Linked DNA regions of Drosophila melanogaster: region 2 is linked to region 1. A link is a contact called in public Hi-C data. All regions are on one chromosome and are shown on one strand. The core of a region is the stretch at or near the end of the contact, and the rest is flanking DNA. Distances in the headings are between cores, read along the strand shown.

Region 1 (4,308 bases), core at 1,083-3,582:
TTAGAGAGCCACATGGAACAAGCGATATAAGTTGTATAAGTTGTATGGGAGAAATGGCTTTTTCCATGCCACTTGATTAATTAAACTTTTCCTCACCTCGATTCCAGGTCTGCGTGACTCAGGCGGACGAGCAAACGTCCCTAAAGCTGACCCCGCCGCAATCCTCGACGGGAGTCGCTGCCGTTTCTGTCACTCCGTTGCAGAAGAAGACTAGTGGGGTTAACCAGTTCATTGAGGAGAAACAGAAGATCTCGCTTTCCAAGGAGCGGCGAGCGGCTCGCACCCTGGGCATCATCATGGGCGTGTTCGTCATCTGCTGGCTGCCCTTCTTCCTCATGTACGTCATTCTGCCCTTCTGCCAGACCTGCTGCCCCACGAACAAGTTCAAGAACTTCATCACCTGGCTGGGCTACATCAACTCGGGCCTGAATCCGGTCATCTACACCATCTTCAACCTGGACTACCGCCGGGCCTTCAAGCGACTTCTGGGCCTGAATTGAGGCTGGCTGGCGGGGGCGGGTGGAAGATATAAACCGGGCCAATCATGGTTCGAGCGGGAGAGCGTAACTCAAAGTTTGTGCCAAACTTAAATGGTCGTGTATGCGTTCAGCGGAGATCTCAGTCTATGTACAGTTGGACCCCCAGTTGATGAACTTCCGAGTTCAACTTCTCTAACACATATATACTTTCAAATGCGTTCTTGGTGAACTCATTTTGAAGAAGTGGATGAATTTGGTAAAGTGTAATAGATTGAATATAATTTTTAATGTTTAACGTTTCGGCAAAGTGAAAAGCCCCCACATTGGAAAGTCAAAGATGAGACTCGAGTGTATATATAGTTTCAAACTAAGTTATTATTTCTAGCCGTAATTAAAATACTTTCATTTAGTTTTGAACATTTTTTTAATATATTGTTGTTTGGAATCGATTGAGATGTACCACCACATTAAGCGTAGATTGTTCAATACTCATACTAAAATGGGTTGTGCTGCGATTAAAGTGAGGATGTTGCCTCAAGGCACAGCTACTAGGAAAATCATAAAAATTACATGGTAAAGAATTATACATGCATTATACTCCAGCTAAGTGGCATCCCAAACGAGAATAGCATCAAATTGAATTTAATACAATTAAATTAAATGTTTAGGCACAAAGAATTGTGGCAACTTTCGTGTTTCACCCTAAGCGTATGGATAACCAAAAAGGTGTTTGTTAAATTAAATCTGCGCTCAAGATATGTAAGCAACTACTAAGCTAAATAATAACTTCCAAGAGAGAAACGTTTTCTAGGCATTACTTTAACGATTTGTATTTATATGTACTTTAATTGTAGGTAAACGATAAACCACTATACCTAATGTATACTTTCAAATACGCTTTGGACTATTTGTTAAATAATTTAACGATTAATTGTTTTTATGGCATAGCAACTATTGTGTTGAGTGGGCAGCTTAAAGCTAGCACATCGAAACTTACTTAAGGTAGATAAATGTTTAACTGCACGTTACGAAATGCAACAGAGTTGGCGAAAGGACGTAATTCAATGGATGTGTTAACTCAAGTACATGCTATATCGTAAATGTATATCACAATTTATGTCTTTTAACGACGATGTACGATAGTTTCACTAATTATATTGTTTAACGAGAAAGAGCGAGCAAAGCGTAAATGAAACAAATAAAAGACACATTCGAATTAAAGTTATAAGAAAAAGCGTTTGAATTTATCTAGATTGGTCTACCTTCTTAAGGGTAAGTTAATTAGGTTTCAAAACGAAAGACTTTTTCCCTCTTAAAAGATCTAGCTGAAAAAATGATTACCTAGCAAGACCCGTAGTTTTAGCGACACCTTCTGATAACTTACATTATATATCCTTCGTTACAATGTATTTCTTGTGCTTATAATTTTTAACTAAATAATTTTCAAAACTTCCTTCCTCTAAACGGTTTCGAGCTATTGGACATTCTCATTGCTGCCAGTACAGAAAATAATTAAATTCGTTTGATTATTTTAGCAGAATAGTTTCCCTTTGGCCCAAATGAAAACAAACAGAAAACGAATAAGTTGGTTTTTAAATTTTATTGACACGGTTGGAAGAACCTGTAATACATAAAATGAATCAGTGCATCAGTGCACTTTAAAGTACAATAATTTTTCATATTTACATTATCTCTTCGCCTGACTGCAAAGTACGCGGCATGGCATATCGTTACAACAAAGACACTAGAATAACACTAGAATTATTCTAAGGGGTCTTTGGTTACAAGCTGTTTACCCGCAACTATCGGCTGCGTTCGATAGCCATTCGCAGGGAACGCCGGTTTGTTTCAGGTAGCTCAATTGTCTCACCACTAGCAAAGTGACGGCTTGTAAATTGTTGGGATTTAAAATTTAAAATTGTCTGCTGCACAGGGCAAGATCCTAAACATTGGTTACCTGAGAGCGCGGATTTCCGCGAAGCGAGACGCGTTCACAGACAAGCAGACCGCATCCCTTCGCAGAGCGCATCCCTGTAATGAATATAAGCCAGCGACGCACTTGAAAGACCAGCCAGACCAATGGAGACCTCGGAAGCGGTGAATACGTGTGAGGAGGGAGACCAGCTGAACGGCTCCTTCCGCCTGCAGTGCTCGATGTCCTCCGTGGATATGGAGAGCGAGAGTGACCTCTCGCTGGCATTCGAGCGCGAGGAGCAAATACCGGATGGCGGCTGCGACGAGCTGCCGGCCTTCGAGATCCGCGCCTTCTCGCCGCATGGACGCACCCCGTCGCCCATCGACGATCTCGATCTGTCGGACATCGAGACGCCCAAGCAGCCGCAGAGGCAGCATCTCCTTCCGGAAGAGGAACCCCAGAACGATCCTCAGTACGTTGCCCTACACGAGATAAACGCCCAGATCAGCCCGCCCAATGACGCCGACGACTCCAACAGCTTGGAGACGATCTTCGAGGGCGTTTTCCTGAGCACCCCGCCCCGCGATAAAGCTTCCAGCTCGGGCAATTCCCGATTTACGCCCAAGCGCGGACGTGCAAATCTCATCGAGCTGATGGCCAACCGGCTGCACGGCGGCAAGGAGAACCAGTCGCCGGGAGCGCGAGTCTCTGACCCGCATTTACCCTCGCCACTCAAGGACCCCACCTAGTGACCGCAGTCCAGCCTTCCCAACCAAAGCCATGGAGCCCTCGCTCAGACTGCCATCGATGTTCTAGAATAAGTTACCATTTACCTGAATGTATTGTTCACACCCAGCGGTCAGCAGGTGTACACCCAGATGTGTATCCTCGGCTGATCCTTCAGTTTACCTAAGCTTCGTGTCACGCGTTTTCCGATGTCAGGCTAAAAGATTTTGTAGTGGTAAATAAAGATTGTCGTCTTTCCATGTTTCAAACATTAAACCAAGGTTATGCTCTTCCCTGCCGGGCAGATGGTCCAGGTAGGCAGAAGGAAGGTTTATATTGCTCATAGAACAGACTGATCAGCGGTACCTAGAACTAAACCAACCACTATTGTAAACACTGGAAAGTTCGATGGCTAATTGACGGATCTAGGCATACATTGCTACTACGTAATTTGTAGTACAAATTGATTTTCGAAGCCAGTATGTTTACAACATATTGTAGAATGTTCGATGTAACAGTTTGAAAAATAAAATATCGTACTACGATGTTCGTTTAAAAACTTGTCTGAATAATATCCTTCTCACGTTTCGATTTATTTATAAAGAAAATGTCAATATTTGCTTATTAATCTGAAATGTAATGGTAATTTTTGGACCTCGTGTACCTTAGGACTACTATTTTTACACTAATCCTATTGTACCTAGGTAGTACATTGAGTAAACTAGTATAAAAATAAGTAATTCTGTGATTAGGTATATTATTGGAAGATACTAAATCACTACTTTCCTGAGTCGCATTGCGAATTCGCGTCGTACACAAACTCTACGCTGGAAGCATTATTCAAACTTAAAAATAATTGGGACGAGCATTGAAAGTAATATAGAGTAATAAAATCGGGAATGTTTCATAGGTTATAGAACACATTCGAAAGTAAAACAGCGACCAGGACAGGGGAAAATGATTACTTAACTTTACAATTTTGTAGGCAATTACAAAAGTTAAATAACACTTGCTTTTTTTCTATATGGCAGTGTGAAACGCATTTTGTCCAGCAAGTCCTGTCGTGCGATTCGCATCCAATCAGAAGTTCTTTGAATGACGCGATGCTGAAAACACCTTGACGCGCAGCAACCCTGGATTAACTTCTTGCCATCTGAAATAGGTTGGTGAATAATTAGACGACTTTTA
Region 2 (4,308 bases), core at 1,091-3,590, 1.0 Mb after region 1:
GTTTGAAGAGGCATGAAATCAAATAGGAATTTATATTGCAACATTATGTGGGTATTCTTCAAATACAATTTAAGTTGGATACTTTTAGAGCGCCCGTTTTGAAATGTAGATCACGCTCGTATATTTTGAAACTGTCTTTGGTTAATTGGTTTCCAAAGAAATTAGAGACTCAAAAAATAAATTCCAAATTACTGGGTAATAAAATGTTTCCGAATCGACAGAGAATACCTACAATCGTGTTGTTGCTTGAGATTGTAAAAAGATGTATAAAATTGTATATAATTATGTATATAGAAACGCAATAAAAACGAGAAAAGGAGTACCCATTCTAGTCGGACCCGTATTACCTTCAATTTGCTTTTAATCTAATTAACCTTTTCTACACGCTTAAAACAATCTTTCTTTTTTTCTTTCTACGAAAGCAAATCTGCTGCTGCGAAATAATAAAGTTAAAACAATACAAAGGGCATTCTGAGCTTCCTACCAAAAAGCAACGCATATATATATGTGCTCAGGAAATGGTAATTTTGTATATTGTTTCTGAGTTACGAAACTTTAAGTGACATTTTATTTCAATGTGTTATTAAGCATAAACATCACGCTGAGCTTTTTCCCATGCGGCAATCGGGCCATGCTCTGGGCGGTATTTCACATTGCAACCATCAGGCTCAAGGCGGTTGTCATCGCGAAGTTCTTCATAACGCTCACGTTCGTATTTGGTGAATCCCCACTTCTTTGAAACATAGATCTAAAAATATATTTAAGAAAAACATTGTTTTACAAAATCTGTTTTCTTAGTTTTTCGTAATTTCTGTAAACCATCTTAAGTTCGTGCGCACCGAAGCTTAAAAATTTAAACAAATGTACCTAATGGACCAAAATACGATTTTCCAAAACCGTCTTCAAAATTCTTTACCTGCACGAACCATAGTCGTAGTCTTACCAAATGACCGCTAACGGACTAAAGAATAAACATCCTTTAATGCTTTTTTTATACCTACTAGGAGAGTTTAGCGGAAACGGAAATAATTAAGTTAAGAAAAATAGTAGGAAGTATCGAGTGGTTATCAGCTTGCAACAAAGACCTAAGCGTATGCTCGACAAGCGCGGAAGATTCCACATTTCTCCTTTTTATCCCTAGCGAAATGCATTAAATTTTTGTCGAGGGTCTTGCGGGTTACACTAGCAATCATAAAATCTTTGCCTTAGTTAACGCCGATTTCGACGTGTTACCCAAAATCTTGTCACCAATTTGAACGAAAATAAGAAGTTTAAGATTCAACACTTTTTTCTTTTAAATGAGGTATATAGTTATAAATAATTTATAATACTATTTTAAAGTTCTTTAGATATTGATTTAGGTTCGCTAGTAATATTATTTTTAGCTCATTCCCAACAAATTAACTGTGGCGATATTAGAATAGCCTCGCCCATGACATGAAATAAAAGCGATTACTAATTTTCCATGTGGTTTGTTCAGACTTCGATGTTTGAAAAAATGGGTTAATATACTATTGGGTTAAATACTATTGTAAGTGACTCGCTATACTTGCCTTTTGACGTCCAGGGAACTTAAACTTAGCACGCCGCAAAGCTTCAATAACTTGAGCCTTGTAACGATCGCTAGAGCGGACAGACATAATGGGTTGACCAATACGAACTCGAGCAACCGTGCCCTGCGGTTTTCCAAACGCTCCTCGCATTCCAGTTTGAAGCCTAGTGCAAAAGAGGTCATAAGAATACAGTAGTTAACACAGATATGAAATATTATTTACCTATCAGCTCCAGCGCACGACAACATTTTGTTGATGCGAATGACGTGGAATGGATGCAGGCGCATTCTGATGTGGAACTGGTCCTTACCGCAGTACTTCACCAAGTACTTGTTGCAACAAATGCGTCCAGCTTCCAAAGCTTCACTACTCAGCTGTTCGTATTCATCAGAAACCAAATGAACACACAGGGGAAAATCCTCAACTGTAGCTTTTTTTCTTCCCAAATCAAATATACGAATTTTTGGATCAGGGACACCACGGCAAAACCGAGATTTAGGGTACGGCTTATTTTTGCAATAGCGGTAGCTGGAGGATGAAATAAGAGTTTTACTAAACGGACAGTTCATACAAAATTACTGATTTGCTTACCATCTAGCTGGTCGTCGGCCCATTTCGACTCCTGAAAAATAAAACAAATAAATAAAATATATGCTAACATCACAGCACAAAACAGAAACTTGGTAAGATAATATAAACTTCTATAAACATGAAACATATTAGATTTCCAAAGATCATTTACCGCTCACTAACCTCTTCCAACGAAGCACACGAGAAAAGGAAGACACGAACACCGGAAGCACAAAAGGTTTCGTCGCAAACCGATAATCATGTACTTGAGATAAGTGTTTTCCTTTGTTTTGAAACAATTTGAAATCAAAACTGAATTGCTTTATATGTTGTTCTCACTAAAATCTACATACTGTAAAATATGTATGTGTTCGTGTTCTTCGATACATTTTTATTGGAATAAAAAATATTTTTGGCGATTAAACGTCAAAGCTAAAAAACTACAACTAAATAAGTAAATTAGAATCTTACCTCAACCATAAGCACACCTTATGTTTTTCAACCCAGATTTGTGCTTATCATAACTAAGTCATTGGTATTCGGGCAGATAAATATAACAGTAACATTTACAAAAATTCACATTATATATATTACACTTCATGGTTTTGTATTTTAGCCATTTTCAGCAGTCATTTCGAACGGACCGCTAAGAGTTGTTACTATCCTAGAATAAAGTTACAAAGATTTATATGTTATAAGCAGCAGAAACATTGAGCTTACAATTGTATTGCTTCATTTATTATAGACCCAAACTCAGATAATCCGAATCAGACTAGGTGGCCAATCTCGTTTTGGATATCCAAAGTAGGAATGAGAGTATTTTCTGAGGCACACCAGATATTTTACGTAGTAACATAATCGGCAAAAGGCTGGAATGGTCTAGTCTTTTAACTGAACATTTCGAAGGCAGCTTACAGAATTGGATATCAAAGATTTTTTATTAATTTTTCTGTAATTTACAGACAGACAGAAAACAGACAGTAATAGTAGTCTCTTCCAATTGGCCTATCGACTAATTCACTTTGTGAATTTGAAATCAGGTCTATTGTTCTTATAAAAACCAAATGGCGCTGGATGTCAGATTGCATTTCAAATGTTTAAATAATGCTCTGCTTTCATTGTGATCAATATGAATGCCAAATCTCGAACTCCTCGACTAGATGCATACCCAAATCATAACCGACATTTTGCTAAACTTGACGGTTGCGGTTCTCCAGCGCAGTTAGCGCCTTACGCCACATTCTGTTGGGTCCATCGTCGTATAACACATCATCTTGGTTTCGTCGCAGAAAATTACGTTATTCCAGTAATCTTCTGGCTGATGTTGCATTTCGATAGCGAAAGTAAGCCGCTTTTCGATGTTAATTGTCGGCAGCATCGGTTTTTTTCTTGCTACCCGTGAGTGGTACTTATGACGGAGTATGGCTTGGCGCACTGTTTCGTGTCACACATCCAGATCGCAGCCCTCCTTAAGCTAATTAGCAACAGTTCTTAAAGATATTTGCGGATTTTCATAAATTTTTCGCATAGTAACTCGGTTTGAACGGTTGGAAATTTTATTTTTACGTCCTGTTCCACATTTTGATTCCAATCTGCCCTCGTTTTTGTGCGATTAATTACGTTATAAATTGTTCCCCGCGATGCAGAAAACATTTCTGACAATTCCGTGACAGATTTTCCCAAATGGTGATTATAAACTCAATCTTCTGCCAGGCATTTCTAAATTTCTCAAAACTAACTGGAGCAAAGATCACTTCACTTTCTCAACCAAATGCAACGAGTATAAAGAAATATGTAAATGACGATTCTGTACCGTTTAGTTATCGAAATTTCTCGGAATAGGAGCAAAATTGAAAACAAAAGAATTCCTTGACAGTGTCAAATCTATGCAAACTTGGTTTCAGTTGTTTTTCTTGTTCATTGTCAATAGTTTTGTTATTTTTTTTTCACATATTGATAAAAAACATATAAATAAATAGTTATCAATAAAAATAAATTCATGCCTTTTAATAAAAGGCCTTTATATTTTTGCATTGAAAGTCAAATATACAATTTATTTTCATTGTGCAAACAATTTCTTGACAAACTGTATGTACATTTTCTTTCACTGAAGTAATATTTTTGATCGCCATAGTAAAAAGGACACGAAGAATTTAAACTAACCGTACTCACAATAAGAAAATGA

The links. A called contact is a pair of places that touch in the nucleus more often than the background predicts.
Region 2: a Hi-C map of the Kc167 cell line shows a contact between it and region 1, with 2.9 times the contacts expected there. A contact is called at or near these places in 3 of 107 Hi-C or Micro-C datasets (the Kc167 cell line, the S2 cell line and eye imaginal disc).

Annotation. Positions count from the first base shown.
Region 1 is chr3L:22,063,575-22,067,882 of dm6, forward strand. CG14561 reads left to right here and starts at 2,333. Exons shown (of 1, transcript NM_001275272.1): 1 at 2,333-3,642. The coding sequence starts at 2,559. The coding sequence ends at 3,143. Oct-TyrR (Octopamine-Tyramine receptor) reads left to right here. Exons shown (of 4, transcript NM_079695.4): 4 at 108-1,705. The coding sequence ends at 500. It overlaps CG7139, which reads right to left. Exons shown (of 5, transcript NM_141121.4): 5 at 3,696-4,273. The coding sequence ends at 4,201.
Region 2 is chr3L:23,093,131-23,097,438 of dm6, forward strand. RpL10 (Ribosomal protein L10) reads right to left here and starts at 2,341. Exons shown (of 5, transcript NM_001275304.1): 1 at 2,307-2,341; 2 at 2,145-2,175; 3 at 1,776-2,081; 4 at 1,554-1,716; 5 at 60-748. The coding sequence starts at 2,167. The coding sequence ends at 584. CkIIalpha (casein kinase IIalpha) reads left to right here and starts at 3,942. Exons shown (of 4, transcript NM_001300224.1): 1 at 3,942-4,308.